5 separate regions of the Mus musculus genome follow, and regions 2, 3, 4 and 5 are each linked to region 1. Evidence: chromatin contacts called from public HiChIP or PLAC-seq and Micro-C data. All regions are on one chromosome and are shown on one strand. Each heading gives the region's core, a stretch centred on a gene start, on an enhancer-like site or on the middle of the called end of the contact. The rest is flanking DNA. Distances are from core to core; before and after follow the strand shown.

Region 1 (2,891 bases), core at 138-2,637:
CACGCCACTGGAGGCGCTCGCTCCCCCTTCACCGCAGTTGGGTTACTGTATAGACGTTAGCAGCTCGGCCAGTTCCCCACCAATAAAGGGAGAAAGAAACAGGGGATTAGTGCAAGGGGATCCCCCGACGCCCGGCAGGAAGGAAGGCAGGCCCTAAAAAATAAAAAAACTGTAGAGTGGTCGACAAACGCCCATCCTTTAAATAAAGGGATTAGGGCACCACAGCCTTCCCATTCCCACCTCCAAGCCCAGCCCAGCCCAGCCCAGCCCAGCCCAGCCCAGCCCAGCCCAAGGAATCCACCATCCTAGTTCTTCAACACACTCCTAGCTGCTGATAGGCGAGAACTTCGTGCTGGAATGGGAACCAGCGACTTGGCAGCGGTGCACGTGCTCCCCGAAACCCCGACAAACAATGAAGGCACCCAGGCTTCCGAGGCCGCCCCACCCTTCTGCCCGCCTCCCGCCAGCGGGGGCGCCATCACCCTGCCACTCGTAGACAAAGCCCTAGGGTCCCGAGCAGCCCTGCCCGTCCCCTCCTCCCCCGGGCCAAGACACAAAAGAGGGAGGGGCGTAACGCGCAGCAGCACTCACCCACTGAGCCCGAGCCCCTGCGCTTGGGCGCGGCCGGCGTGGAAGGGGGCGCGGCGGGCTCCGCTAGGGGGCTCGCGCCGGCTGGCGCCGGAGGCCGCGCTGGAGGCTCGTCGTCCTCCGGGAGCTTGGAGGGCAGGACTGCGGCAGCGGGCGGCAGGGATGGCGCGGACGCCGCGGGGCTGCGTTCCCAGGACGGCTGCCTCTCAGGGGCGGTGGGGGGCGCGGCCGGCAGCGGCCCGCGGGGCGCGGGGGGCACCGAGTCGCTGCTGAAGTCCAGCAGCGGTGCGGCGGCGGGGGGCACCGGAGCCGCGGACAGCCCGGCTGCGGGCTTCCTCTCCAGCACCTCCAATTCCTCCAGGTCCTCGTCGTCCTCCTCCTCCTCCTCGTCTTCCTCGTCCTCCTCGTCCTCGGGCTCCGTCACGAACTGGTACTTGAAAGCGGGCGGGGGCCGGGGCGGGCTATCCGCGGACGAGGAGACCAGCGACGACTGGTCTATGTCTTCCATGGTCGGCGATGATGCTGCAGCTACTGCCGCCGCGGGCCACTTCTCCTCAGAGCCGCGGGCGGTTGTGGGGGTTGGGCAGGACTGGCAGAGGCCGGGCTGGCCGAACCAAGCCGAGGAACCCGCAAAGGCGACAGCTCCAGGAACAATAAGACTTCTCCTCCTGCCTCCGCGCTCGAGATGCGCCACCCGCCCTGTCCTCAGTTGCAGCAGCCGCCGCCGCCCAGATGAGCAACTGAGAGAGGAGGGCAGACTCTCCGCCCAGTTTGGCGTGACTCACCTTCCCGGCAGGGGAGGGCTGGCTGGCGCGGGGGACAGAGAGCCAATAGGCTGCGGGATAGAGAAGATGGATCACGGGGTTGTCCAATAGAAATAGGGTGCAGGCGGAGCCTGCCATACTTCCTTGGTGGCGTTCGGAGGGCGGGGTTTGGAGCTGGGATCCACCCCCACCTAGTGTAGTTGGGGAATGGGGCGGGGACTTGGCCTTGCCTACAGCGGGATTTTAGTCTACCAAAAGGGGGCGGGCTGCGGTCCCAGGATTTGGAGAGTTTTCCAAGAAGCCTGTGGAAGGGCGTTATCCTGGGGACCTAGGAGTGGAAAGTTTCCTCCCCGAAAAGGGAAAAAAAAAAAAAAAAGTGGAGAAAGGTACTAACAAGACTGAATTAGGTCTTACGGATTTTTTTAGATAAAAGACTTATTTTCAGACATGGTCCCAACGCATAACTACCACCACCTCAAAAGGAGAAAGAAAAACAAAACATTTATTTGACACTTTCAAGTTCCCTCCCTTTCTAGACTGCAGGCCTGGAATGAGGTAGGCAAAACAGCTGTGCTAGATTACCCGGAGCTCTGGGCTCACTGTTTAGAATGCTTTCGGCCTTGCATTCTGCTGGACTCTAAAAGTGCACGGAGAATGAGTCACCAGAAAGGGAGAAGGGGGAAGGAACGTTGAAATAGATGCCTTGGAAGGCAAAATTGGTTCACTATTTTTCACTCACCTCAGGCTGATGAGTCAACATCCCGGATGATTCAGGCTTCCTAGGAGTCGGGAAGCCCTACACTCACTGGTTTGATATGCTGGAATGGCATGTCTCCTGATGTGCGGTCCCCCCCACCCCCACCCCCCCAAAGCTACACTTTAAAGAAAACGGTAGCCAGGTGTGGTGGCACATGCCTTTAATCCCAGCACTTGGGATGCAGAGGCAGGTGGATTTCTGAGTTCGAGACCAGCCTGGTCTACAAAGTGAATTCTAGGACAGCCAAAGCTACACAGAGAAACCCTGTTTCAAAAAATCAAAAGAAAGAAAGAAAGAAAGAAAGAAAGAAAGAAAGAAAGAAAGAAAGAAAGAAAGAAAACGGTAGAACATAGAAAACTTTGCTTCAAGGTTTGCAGAGTCCCTTTATCTTTCTTATACACTTTTCAAAAATACTGGCTGCATGCCTACTCTGGAGAGAGGATTGCCTGCATTCCAATTGTTCAGTCTACATGTGCACTGTCTAGTACTGAAGCAACTGGCTGCTTTTAGCTCCTGAGCACTGAAATGAAGTGTGTTCTGTGAATAAAATACACACTACATTCCCAGAATTTATAAGAAATGTTATAATTTCTGTTTCACATTGGTTTTATGTTGGCATTGATAGTATTTTGGATATAGTGGGATGAGTACACTATATTATCAAGTTCACTTGTATTCTTTTTGAAGCAGCTTGTAGAAACTTTTAAATGCATGTTCTAATAACTAAGATATTTGATTGCCATGGATTTTGTTGGTTTTTAAGCAAATTTGTAGTCCCAACA
Region 2 (2,891 bases), core at 292-2,791, 200 kb after region 1:
AAAGTCTTACACATGGAACGACGGTAGCAGGCCTTCATTTTGTCTTTATCCTTCGGTCTGTTCCTCAAAAAGGGCAGTCTTTTCAGTGCAACCACTTTAATGTCAGAGCATGAGGAAAAACAGAAACAGGGAAATGAAAGAAAAAAGGGAGAAGAACAGATGGGAGTTAAATGTTGAAATTAAGGACAGGAATGAATGTTGGTCTCAGCTATGTATGCTACATTACGGCTAATACCCTCATGCTGCTGAAGGCAGTGAGACAGGAAGCATGCACCCTGGTACTGTAAATACTCGGAAAGCACTGAAGACAATGATGAGGAACATGTATTCTGAGAGCACTGGCTACGGTCAGTCCTATAAAAACAGGAACTGATTACAATTACTTAGGGAGAAACCAAATTCCCTAGTTAAATTGTAAAAGGAAACTTTTAAAATTAGGCTATGGGTGGTTTATACTATAAGAGATGAGTCCTACAAAGTTCACAGGCCATCCTTTTGTTTTGTTTTGTATTTAAACATTTTAAGTTAAAGGCTTTCTTTAAAAAAAAGGTTAGGTAAATCCATATCCCACTGGAAAATTTTAATAATATATATGTGTATATCTATATTTACATATAGGTAATATACCTATATCAACTAAAAATTATGGTGGTCAGATATTTAAAGCAAAATAAACTAAAAAAAAAACCCTTAAATTTTTTTGTTAGTCTCCTAATATTCAATAAAGGAAACACTGATTTAAACTAGAATCTAGTGCATTGTTTAGCAGCACTGTGGAAATACACATTCTTTCAACAAGTCTTCCTAAAGATTAAATAGCAGGTATATTAGGCTCATTTTCCAAAAAGTTGATTTAGAGGAGGAAAAAAGAATAGTTTGACATCAGCAATAAGTGTTAGCACTAAGTTCTGAGAAAGCTAACAAAAAAATGAACCCCAAAGAACGCAAAATGGAAGGGAAACATAATATTTAAAGATGTTTGGGGCCAGGAGAGATGGCTCAGCAGTTCTTAACACCGGCTGTTCTAGAGGACCCAAGTTTAATTCCAAGCACCCACATGGCAGCTCACAACTGTCTGTAGTTCTAGTTCCAGGGTGTCCAATGCCCTCTTCTGGCTTAGGAGGGCACCAAGCATGCATGTGATACTAGACATAAGGACAGGCAAAACATTTATGTACATAAAATAACATACTAATAAACAACAAATTTATAAGGGCACATATTTTGAAGGGCCCATAGGGTGGGTGGGTGGGTTTATGTAAACAAAAAAAAATGAAGCACTCCACAAATTTTTGTTTTGTGAATTAAAGGATTATTACTCAAGTACAGGAATCATTAGAACAAAAACTAAGCTATCTCTTACTGTGACTTAACATAAATCCATACATTTAGGCATGAAAACATACACAACCTTAACAACTCTTTCTCAGAAAACTGTCATCAGCGTGTAAATAATCAACGCTTTTGTTCCTGTTTTGATAAACTGGGAAGTATCCACTGAACGATGTGCAAGCTAAAATAGCTTTCCACTTTTTGACTTCTGTAAGGAAGAGTCATGACTCATTTAAGCTTTTTAATTTGACATATCTTTTCATGCTTGGTAAACACAGCTCTTCTCAATGACAAAACAGGAATGAATCAAAACAATGTAAAATGGACACTGAGCTAAAACAAAGCTGAGTGGTTGCAGCATGCACATGTCATATGTAGATGCGTTTCTTTTTTTTCCTTTTTCTGTTTTCAGCTGTTTTTCAAAGACTGCTTTACTGACATGACAGACAGACATTCTTCCAAAATGGGCAGAAAAAAAAGAATTTTAAAATTGCCAGGAATGTGATTCCTCTCACGGCAATTATGTTTGGAGACATATAATGTTCTTTTCCCGAAGGATACTTAGATCAAGGTAATATTAGTATTGTTGAGTTTTGTGTTTATTTAAAAACAAAATCTAAAGTTGAACAACTGTAGGAAAAGAGAATATTGTTTTCTTCTGATTTTTATCCCGAATGTTCCAGGATGGAGTAAGAAATAATGACTTACACTTTAGACAGACAGAATGACATAAAAAATAAGACTGTATATGTGTGTGTCTAAACTATATTCCTGTAAGTTAAAATAATTAAGGATACACTTTACATTTTCTTAATAGGATGACAGATTGTGTTTAAAGGTAGAAGATACAAATGACTTATTAGCCACCTGTAAAGGAAAACTTGATGATCTTTCCACATCAGTATTTATCAATTAGGTGGACACAAAGCTAGATGGAAAAAGATCCTAGATAATAATCATCCTATGTGAAGCTAAAGAATTATACTGTTTCGAGAGACTATTATGTATATTGTATATGCATCTGTACTTTTTGTACTTATTGACTATCTAGGCTGCTAAAACTGTTCTGTGAAAAATATGCTACAGGAGCAAACACTACCTCTTTTCAGAGATAATTCACTCAAGGCCATACTTTGTACCAATTTTTTGAGTATTTTGAGAGCCACATAGATAGGCAACCCCTCAGGGAAGCACAGGCTGCTTTGCTTACTTTTTATTTCAAAAGAATAGTGGAGTTTGTTTGTTAGAAAGAGGGTTTTATGTAGCCAGCTGGCCTTGAACTCTCCCCATCACGGACATTACAGGTATGCATCACCACATCTGGCTACATGTATGTCTTTAAAACTTAGTGACACTGATAATGGTGTGATCAGAGTTTATAGTTTTTCAAGTACTTTATAAGAACACAAATAACCAACTTTGTAGACATCTTCAAAAGCTTAGTAATGAATTGTTTTCTCTTTTTCTTAAAATATATACTTTTTCAGGCTCTTACTTTGGTCTTTCTATTTAGCTAAAACACATACTAGTAAGTGAAGTATAAATTATAGTAAGTCTAG
Region 3 (2,891 bases), core at 99-2,598, 190 kb before region 1:
TACTTGTAAATGGTATGGCACCATGCCCCTAGTCTGTGTCTCTACTTCGTTAATTTATGACTTAAGTGTGCCACCTTTGTAATGTCTTTGTTTCAGAAGACTCAGTTGTCATATAGAAATGTGATTCTGTATCTGCTTTTACTAAGGCACTCATAACTAACATTTTGGGTGGTAGCGGTAACAATGTTATCAAATTAGATGTGTTGGAATTGCTTTGCTTCCTGGTGGTGGCTGTAATTACTGCAATCCAGCTGAGATGAAGTATGTTGATCTGCTGTCAGATTTCAACAGAAAACAGCATTTGCTTTAATTAGTTTTGCTCTGTTATTTTTAATCATGGAGATTCAGCAACAATGACATTTGTGACTGTGGGATTGAATTCTACCTCTTATAATTGACAGGCTGGGATCTTCAGCCTGTATGCTTGTGAAGAAGGCTTTGCTACTGGTGGGCGAGATGGTTGCATACGATTATGGGACACTGATTTCAAACCAATAACCAAAATTGATCTCAGGGAGACGGAACAAGGATATAAAGGTAAAATGTGTGTTAGTACTTACCATGTGCTCTAAGAAGGTTATGTACAATGTCAAGTTGTGTGTTTCTGTTTAAGAGAAAGAAGTAAATATAAGGGCTAGAGAGACAGCTCAGCTATTAGGAGCATTCACAGAAGATCTGGATACAGTTCACACCACCCACAGGGCGCCTCATGAGTGCCTGTAATTCCAGTTCCAGGGACCTTGTGTCTCCTTCTTGCTTCTGTGTATATTAGGTATACACATAGTACACACACATGCATGAGACATATCACTTATAAAGTGAAAGTTTTTTAAAGAATTAATTATGTAAATTTTATATTCTACCTGACAGTATTTGCTTTGTTCTATGAAGACTTTAAGGGTTTACATAAAAATATTGAATACAAGCTCCAAAGTATGTTGAAAATGAGTAGATAGCTTTTCCCCTGCTTGGCATAAAGCTACAGTGATCCTGTAGCAAAGACAGATGATAACATTACAGTGAAAAAGCTGAACGGTTTCCCAGAATATGGGATTATTTTCAGTGATGAAATGAAGAATTTCTGGACAAGACAGTCAATAAATGTGACAGTGTGTAGCCTCTGAAAATAAACCTGTGTCCACTTGTAGCACTGAAGTGGCTAGGGTAGACATCAGAGAGCAGAGAGAAGAAAACATGTACCGTATGTCCTCAGGCTATCTTCCCTAAGCAGTGTTGTTTCCAATCAAATTTTATTTTTAAATTTAGCAACAGAGCAATGAGCTGGATGTTGTGATTCATCTTATACCACAAGCTACCTTCTTCCTTCTGCCATTCACATAGTGACTCATGTCACACCACAGGCTACATCCTTCCTTCTGCCATTCACTATAAAAAATGCCTCACAGCTCTTCTGGAGACTGCACTGATTCTATCTTAGGGAGTTGTGGATACCTAACACCGGGCTTCTTAGAAAGTTGTAGAATTTGGTTCCTACTTTACTCTGTCAATTAGGACAAAGTCAAGGTCCTTAAATTCTCTATAATATCATGTGGTTTTAAGCAGCTTTATTCAGAAGAATATATAAATATGTAGAAGCAAGTTAGTTTTCTAAGAGTCACATTTTAAAAAAAGCAAAATCTTTCAACCAAATAACTCCAGACACCCACCCTCTTGAGTGTTTGCAGAGTGAGGGTAAGCAAGGCTAGAAGGAGGGTGTGGAGGAGCAGAACAGACAGGAGGAGACAGAGGGGACAGCAGATCCTTACACACTGTCCCACACGCAGAGAGATCTTAACCTTCTGCTCTGCCTACTCCCTGCTTCAAACATGGAAGTAAAGCACATTTGAGAGGAACAGATTCAGGCAAAACAGTATCAGGATTGCCTTGGTCTCAATGTGAATGTAAAACTATAGGAGTGACTTTATCTTCAGATGGACTTTTGATATGCATGAATTCCCTCCCCCCCTTTTTGCTGTTGGGTGACAATGACTGTTGACCTCATTTGCATGGAAACTATGTTTTGTGGTTCTTTTCTGGGGTTTTGATTTTATTTTCCATTTTATTAAAAAGACTTTCTAAACATTCAGCAAGAACATTTTAAAGGTCATGTTCTAATTCTATAACACCATACTTGCTACTTTTGAAAGACCCCCGAAGAGGGGAGAACCTCACTCAAGTCTCAGGATGACGCGACCCCCCCAAGAAGGATGGTCTCACAAGAGACCGTCCTTGCTGCAATTGCACAAGGTTTATTGACAGGAACCAGCCCACTGGGGTCAACTCGTATCCCACGCAGGGGTAGAGGAGTTCGACCCTGAGTAGCTGGGAAAGGGGATATTTAAAGGAAAGAAACACAACCCAAGGGGGAAGGGAGGGTATTATTGGAAAATGCGGAAAATACGAGTGAAGAATCACAAGCGGGTACTAAAAATCACAAGGGGAAACTCCCTGCTTCTCAAGATTGTTCTCAAGACTTTAATCTAACTTTTGTGGTCGGCCAGGTCCTGGAACAAGGTCACTGAACTGGATAACCTACATTCTTGGTGCTAGGGGGTCTGAATTTTTCCTGGTCTTTCACTTTGTGTCTAAAGTTTGAAGATATTAATCAGGAGCAGTGAGATAGCTCAACCTTAAAAAGTACTTGATGCCAATCCTGATGACCTGAGTTCAATCCCTGAAACTCACATGATAGGAAGAAAAAACTGATTACTGTAAGTTGACATCTGACCCTCATATGCATTCTACATATGCATTTATGCATGTGCATGTATGTATATGCACACACACACACAAATAACTAACTAAATGTCTGTATCCACCAGCAGCCATGAAGAACTGGGTTCCTGAAAGGAAAGCTGGGGATATATGGGAAGGACAGACAGGAGAGGAAT
Region 4 (2,891 bases), core at 126-2,625, 170 kb before region 1:
AGGCCAGCCTGGTCTACAAAGTGAGTTCCAGGACAGCCAGGGCTATACAGAGAAACCCTGTCTCGAAAAACCAAAAAAAAAAAAAAAAAAAAAAAATAGAAAGAAAGAAAGAAAGAAAGAAAGAAAAGAAAAGAAAAGAAAAGAAAAGAAAAGAAAGAAAGAGAAATATTATTTACCATCACCCGGAGAACACTCTAGCTGGGCTTGGGAGGCAATGTTTTTCAGTCTTAGTGTTCAACCCATCTACCACTGCCCATGTCCAATTCCACAGGAACTGAGAGGACTGTCTGGGTGGGTTCCAGGTATCCATATATTTTAGATACTTCATGAAGATTCTAATGCGCAGAAAGGCTGGGAAGGGTGCCCTGCGCTCTTTGCCATGTGTTTAGTTTAAACCACACCCTTCCCTGCTGCTGGTTGCCTTTCTCCAGCCAAATAACTGTGAGAAAGGACATTTTAGCCCAGTGATATTTTTTCTGTGCTAATCCACCACTCTGCTTTCTGAGAGTTCACAATGCTAGCTCATTAAGATAATAAAAGAATCGGCTGAAAGGCAAGGATTAGCTGCCCATCAAGGAAAGAAGGGGGTGGCAGCATCTTCAGAGGTCCTGTATGACTTTTCATGGGTCTAGAATCTGACCTACACACAGAAAATTGTTCATACTGAGACATGAACTTTTAAAAAAGACCCTATAGTGCACAAACACTTGCTGGTTAGAATAATACTTGGTATTGATCGATTAATTTCCCAGATGTTAGGATCTAGGTCCAGTTCTGGTGTTGAAGCCAGACAGTGCTGCGAAGTGGGACTGCAGATGTTCACTTACAGCTGTGGTAACTGAAGATTTGAAAGGTTAAATAGCTTGTGGTGTTAAATAGCTAAGAGAGATAGACTATAAATCCATCTATTCACTTAACTAAGGCAAAGTAAGCATTCCCCTTTAGCAACAAGGTGTGTGTCAGTGCTGATGGGCCAACTCCCCTCAAGCTGGCCTTAGAACTATAGCAGAGAGCACTGGGATAGAAAACAAAAGCAAATTAAGAATTTGGTTTCTGCTTAGAGAATTTTTTCAGGTTTGGATGGGTAGTTTGCTCTCTACTGCCATCTGCTGTCTGTGTGTACCAATCTGGCCAGCGCTTTACCATTCTCATCATAGTACATAAGGGGGCCTAAAATCCAACTTAGACACCTCACCACACTGTCAAAAATACCCACAATATGTATCTCAAAGAAGAAGAGCATTTCTGTGGCAGCTTTCCCTGCTTTTCATTTTGCTACCAGCAGTTGTCTAACCTTACTCCAAATAGTAGTAGGGCAAAAGATAAAGAGCCAAATACAGCTTAATTACGGATGCAATGGCTGCCTTGGCCAGCTCAGTGAAGACTCTAATTACAGTCCTGTTCTCTGCACTTATGCCAAGCCTGGATGGACAGGAGAATGAAAGTACTGGCCTTGTCAGGGAAGTGTCTCTCTGCAAGGCCTCTCAGAACCTGGGAAAGGCTACAAGGCTCTGTGCAGCTCATGAGCACAGGAGCAATTTGGCTTATAACAAAGATTGTGGGCATGACTAAGAAGCTTAAATACAACTCTCCCACTGATGTGTCTTTGGGAAGTAATTTCCATTTAAAATGGTTATCTCAGAAAAGAAAGTGACTTGGTGTCATTAAGAGCCCTTAGAATAGGCTAGTCTGATATGACAAAAGATAATTTATCTGTTTGAAGAACAAGAATGTGTGGAAAACGTGAATTGTTCTCTGAGAGGAAATGTTCGCAGCTCATTAAGTTCATTATAAGTGACAAAAGTGTACTTTTCCCTTTTCTCTTTGCCCCTTCTGTCTCTCCTCTTTCCCCTCTTTTTTTCTAGTTCCTCTCCCTTTTCCCATCACATTTATCTAGACACATACTCTTGTCAATCAGCCTTCTTGCTTTTGCTAAGTGTTAAGTTTCCATGCTAAACTATTTAGTTCGCCAGAAACATTTTCCAAGGAAATCTATAAAAAAAAATCATGTTGTGTGTGTGTGTGTGTGTGTGTGTGTGTGTGTGTGTGTATGGGCATGTGTATGGTACTGAGCTGGCATGTACATGTATGGATTCTCTGGTGCTGGTATGTGTGTGTATGTGTGACTGGGATAGCATGTGCTGGTGTGTGTGTGTGTGTGTGTGTGTGTGTGTGTGTGTGTGTGTGTGTGTTCTAGATGTTGATCTTGGGTGTTCTTTTCAGTTGTACTCTGTCTTATTTTTTAATACAGGGTTTCTCACTAAACCCGGTGCTCACTGATTTTGCTGTGCTGTCTGGCAATCTCCAGGGATCCTCACAGCTCCCCAAAGCTGAGATTAAAGACATGTGCCAATGTACCCAGATTTTTATATGGGTGCTGGGAATCAAACTCAGGTCCTGACACTTGCTTATTATAAGTGGTATAGCTGCTCTACATTACCAACTGATCATTTTTCAGCCCCTCTTGAGCTGCCTTTCCCCACTAAGACACAGGTTGTGGGTTTCTTAGTACTTTTCTGATCCTTTTCACACTCCACCAAAGAGGTTTTGTTATAGAGGTGGTGGTACAGTTTCACACATTGTACCAAATAAGATGCCAATGTTAGTTGAGGAGAGTTATCTCATATACAAATAGCCTGTGCCAAAGGAAGGAAAGAAGGAAGGAAGGAAGGGAGGGAGGGAGGGAGAGAGGGAGGGAGGGAGGGAGGGAGGAAGGAAGGGAGGGAAAGAAAACCAGAAAATAAATAAAGGCAGTATCGCATTCAACCCTTGTAAGACTTCTCAGAAATTCTAACTCACTGATCTGCTTTCCTGCTATCCCATCTGACTTAGCATTCCTTCTGGATGTTTAAAAATACATCTTAAAAAAAAAAATCATTGAACACCCAGAG
Region 5 (2,891 bases), core at 187-2,686, 130 kb before region 1:
GGGGTTTTTTAAACGGCTGCAAAAGCTGGGGGTGGGGTGGGGTGGGGGAGTTCGAGAGCTGCTTTCAAAGGGTATGGTCACCCAAGGGTCGATGTCCTAACTCATATGTCACCTGGGAAGTTGGTCATAAGGACAGTGGCTGTGAAATGTCAACCCTTTAGCCCCCAGAAAAAAAAAAAAAGCTGGCCAGGCCCTATCTGGGAAATTAGAGTCAGCCCTCCTGCTGACTGGAAAAACTCCTTATCCATCGAATGCCAGTGTGTGTTTGTGAGCTTCCGCAGGCTCGTAGCAGGAAGAGTGGAACTGCGTGGTTGGTTTGGGCCCATTTGACTTTGTCAAATCTAACAGATGGGAACTCTGGCAGGATGTAAGGGGCAGGGACCTACTTTTCAGGCTGAGAACCAGGAGCAGAGCTAAGGAGCAGAGGGGAAGGGCAGCAAGTGAGAAGAAAAGAACAGTTAGAGAACATTATAACATGGCTCCAGCTGAGGCTGCAGTGGCTTTAACAGCAGCTTTTACACCATGCTAGGTACTAGCAGAGAATAAGGTCAGTTCTTAGTCAAAGACAAAGTGATTAAATAAGGCAAAGAACTAAGAGATCACACCAGGTAGTAATCAAACAAAGCAATAAACAAAATCCTCCCCCCCACCCCCCACCCCCAGTCACTGGGTCTGGGGGCTTATCAGGATGACCAGGACAAAAAGGAAGTCACACCTTCCTTGGCTGAGTTTACCTTGATCCTTGCATCAGCCCAAATGTGAATATTCTTATCTGAGCCTACTGCCTTGAGCCCAGTGACAAGTACTTGCCAAATTTTTATAAGTGGTACTAAAAGCTCTCTACATTCATAGGGGGCAGGAAGGGCAGTAAGTAGGATCAGGCAGGCAGGTAAACCTGTTGAACTAGTCTGCAGCAGGTTGTAAATGAGGGAGGGGAGAAGGGAAAGTCTAATGCTCAGAGCCCTGGTGCTGTTGAGCCAGAGAGCAGTGGTCCAGGCCCAGCCTGAAGTTCTCAGACGCAAGAAAGAAACTGTCTCTAAGGAGAGGGAAATCTCACCCAAGGGAAAAACTGGATGTCTCCCATCCTCAAGGACAACACAGGGGTATCTCCTATCTCAAGAACTCTCCCCTGGGACCATAGAGATGGGAAAGGATGGGGGCTTACCAGATCTTGGGCTAGGGAGTTCTCTTGTTGTGGCTGAGATGGGATGTAAACTTGAAGAGATTTTAGATCTGACTCACGGCACAATGTTATGATTATTAAAAAATAAAGAAATATAAGGATATGCCCTATGGAGGTGTGGTGAGGTATGGAGGAAGGTGGTGTCTCAGCCGGCCCATGTAGAGGCATCCCTTCTCTCTGAGGGACCACCATTTTATAGTGAGCCAGGCCTACCTGGCTGTTGCCAAGTAACTGTGGGGGTGAAGTCCAAACAGAATCCTAACAACTAGTGGACTCAAACCAGGACAGTTTTGATGCTGGGTCCAGTTTATATTCTCATTTATATCCTAAAACCACACACTGGGGCAGACAGACAATCAAGATTTAACAGAAGCAGGAGAACCGCTAAGATGACAGCCCTGGAGAAGGTGAAGGATGTCTCTGGCGACCGGCGGCCCGGCTAGATCCAGCAGCGAGGCTTCCAGCATGGATCTGCACACAGCGGTGTACAATGCGGCGCACGACGGCAAGCTGCCTCTGCTGCAGAAACTGTTGGCCAGCCGTGGGCGTGAGGAGCTGGAGGAGCTGCTGGGTGAGGTGGCCGGCGGTGGAACGCCACTGCTAATCGCAGCGCGCCGTGGACACCTAGACGTGGTGGAGTATCTGGTGGACCACTGCGGCGCCAGCGTGGAGGCGAGTGGCTCTGTGCACTTCGATGGCGAGACCATCGAGGGCGCGCCGCCGCTCTGGGCAGCGTCGGCCGCGGGTCACCTGGCCGTGGTGCGTAGCCTTCTGCACCGAGGCGCCTCGGTCAACCGCACCACGTGCACCAACTCCACACCGCTGCGCGCCGCCTGCTTCAACGGCCACCTGGACGTGGTGCGCTGCCTGGTGGGCGAGCACAAGGCGGACCTGGAGGTGGCCAATCGCCACGGCCACACGTGCCTTATGATCTCCTGCTACAAGGGCCACCGCGAGATCGCACGCTACCTGCTGGAGCGCGGCGCACAGGTGAACCGGCGCAGCGCCAAGGGCAACACCGCCCTGCACGACTGTGCAGAATCTGGCAGCCTGGAGATCCTACAACTGCTGCTGAGCTGCCACGCGCGCATGGAGCGCGACGGCTATGGCATGACGCCGCTGCTGGCCGCCAGCATCACTGGGCACACCAACATCGTGGAGTACCTCATCCAGGAACAGCCGAGCCACGAGCAGCTCTCAGGGACAGAGCTTCCTGGAGAAGGCTCCTCCCAGATGGCAGGAAACCACTGCTCCACCCCAGAAGATGCAGAACAGTATGAGAGCTGCTGCCCTACCAGCCGGGAAGCGGCTGTGGAAGCTTTGGAGCTGCTGGGTGCCACCTATGTGGATAAGAAAAGGGATCTGCTTGGAGCCCTGAAGCACTGGAGAAGGGCGATGGAACTCCGCCACCAGGGTGGAGGCTTCCTCCCTAAGCCAGAGCCCCAGCAACTGGTTCTGGCCTATGACTATTCCAGGGAGGTGACTACGCCTCAAGAGTTGGAAGCCCTCATTACAGATCCTGATGAGATGCGGATGCAGGCGCTGCTGATACGGGAGAGAATCTTGGGCCCCTCACATCCTGACACTTCATACTACATACGGTACCGGGGTGCTGTCTATGCGGACTCCGGGAATTTCGAGCGCTGTATCCGTCTGTGGAAGTATGCCTTGGACATGCAACAAAACAACCTGGAGCCCCTGAGCCCCA

Evidence for each region. Hi-C and Micro-C count contacts between places; a contact is called where the count stands out from the background. HiChIP or PLAC-seq counts read pairs in DNA pulled down with a chosen protein or histone mark.
Region 2: an H3K4me3 HiChIP or PLAC-seq map of bone marrow-derived macrophages shows a contact between it and region 1, with 2.5 times the contacts expected there. The contact joins the enhancer-like site here to the promoter of Rtn4 in region 1. A contact is called at or near these places in 5 of 39 promoter capture datasets (the 3T3-L1 cell line, 3T3-L1-derived adipocytes, the C10 cell line and 2 more), 1 of 15 datasets of contacts at CTCF or cohesin (CD8 T cells), 5 of 115 datasets of contacts at active chromatin or transcription factors (the SCID.adh cell line, bone marrow-derived macrophages, embryonic limb bud and 2 more) and 2 of 9 other capture datasets (adipose tissue and pancreatic islet).
Region 3: an H3K4me3 HiChIP or PLAC-seq map of bone marrow-derived macrophages shows a contact between it and region 1, with 5 times the contacts expected there. The contact joins the enhancer-like site here to the promoter of Rtn4 in region 1. A contact is called at or near these places in 11 of 39 promoter capture datasets (the 3T3-L1 cell line, 3T3-L1-derived adipocytes, the C10 cell line and 5 more), 1 of 15 datasets of contacts at CTCF or cohesin (pro-B cells), 19 of 484 Hi-C or Micro-C datasets (the AML12 cell line, the Ba/F3 cell line, CD4 T cells and 16 more), 12 of 115 datasets of contacts at active chromatin or transcription factors (the 230-238 cell line, the NIH/3T3 cell line, astrocytes and 7 more) and 1 of 9 other capture datasets (liver).
Region 4: an H3K4me3 HiChIP or PLAC-seq map of forebrain shows a contact between it and region 1, with 3 times the contacts expected there. The contact joins the enhancer-like site here to the promoter of Rtn4 in region 1. A contact is called at or near these places in 1 of 39 promoter capture datasets (the C10 cell line), 6 of 484 Hi-C or Micro-C datasets (CD4 T cells, the HPC-7 cell line, bone marrow-derived macrophages and 3 more) and 5 of 115 datasets of contacts at active chromatin or transcription factors (bone marrow-derived macrophages, forebrain, large pre-B cells and 2 more).
Region 5: a contact with region 1 is called in a Micro-C map of embryonic stem cells, with 3 times the contacts expected there. The contact joins the promoter of Fem1al here to the promoter of Rtn4 in region 1. A contact is called at or near these places in 5 of 39 promoter capture datasets (the 3T3-L1 cell line, the HPC-7 cell line, cranial neural crest and 2 more), 3 of 484 Hi-C or Micro-C datasets (embryonic stem cells, muscle stem cells and nephron progenitors), 1 of 115 datasets of contacts at active chromatin or transcription factors (bone marrow-derived macrophages) and 3 of 9 other capture datasets (adipose tissue, liver and pancreatic islet).

What each region holds. Positions count from the first base shown.
Region 1 is chr11:29,691,394-29,694,284 of GRCm38.p6, reverse strand. Rtn4 (reticulon 4) reads right to left here and starts at 1,387. Exons shown (of 9, transcript NM_194054.3): 1 at 592-1,387. The coding sequence starts at 1,096.
Region 2 is chr11:29,494,546-29,497,436 of GRCm38.p6, reverse strand. Ccdc88a (coiled coil domain containing 88A) reads right to left here. Exons shown (of 31, transcript NM_001363368.1): 26 at 11-94. Among named protein-coding and RNA genes, the nearest start is that of Prorsd1, 19 kb to the left of the region's middle. Within about 2 kb of position 1,541, at least 2 of the 459 cell types and tissues checked have an H3K27ac peak or open chromatin away from gene starts, as enhancers often do. A contact at or near this core is called in bone marrow-derived macrophages, where this site is marked.
Region 3 is chr11:29,878,293-29,881,183 of GRCm38.p6, reverse strand. It overlaps Eml6 (echinoderm microtubule associated protein like 6), which reads left to right. Exons shown (of 42, transcript NM_146016.2): 7 at 402-537. Among named protein-coding and RNA genes, the nearest start is that of Gm22588, 30 kb to the right of the region's middle. Within about 2 kb of position 1,348, at least 55 of the 459 cell types and tissues checked have an H3K27ac peak or open chromatin away from gene starts, as enhancers often do. A contact at or near this core is called in the NIH/3T3 cell line, bone marrow-derived macrophages, hippocampal neurons and 2 more, where this site is marked.
Region 4 is chr11:29,860,430-29,863,320 of GRCm38.p6, reverse strand. All of the region lies in intron 7 of Eml6 (echinoderm microtubule associated protein like 6), which reads left to right. Among named protein-coding and RNA genes, the nearest start is that of Gm22588, 12 kb to the right of the region's middle. Within about 2 kb of position 1,375, at least 37 of the 459 cell types and tissues checked have an H3K27ac peak or open chromatin away from gene starts, as enhancers often do. A contact at or near this core is called in bone marrow-derived macrophages, forebrain and muscle stem cells, where this site is marked.
Region 5 is chr11:29,824,213-29,827,103 of GRCm38.p6, reverse strand. Fem1al (fem-1 homolog A like) reads left to right here and starts at 1,436. Exons shown (of 1, transcript NM_176829.2): 1 at 1,436-2,891. The coding sequence starts at 1,649. The region is part of intron 13 of Eml6 (echinoderm microtubule associated protein like 6); the gene reads left to right.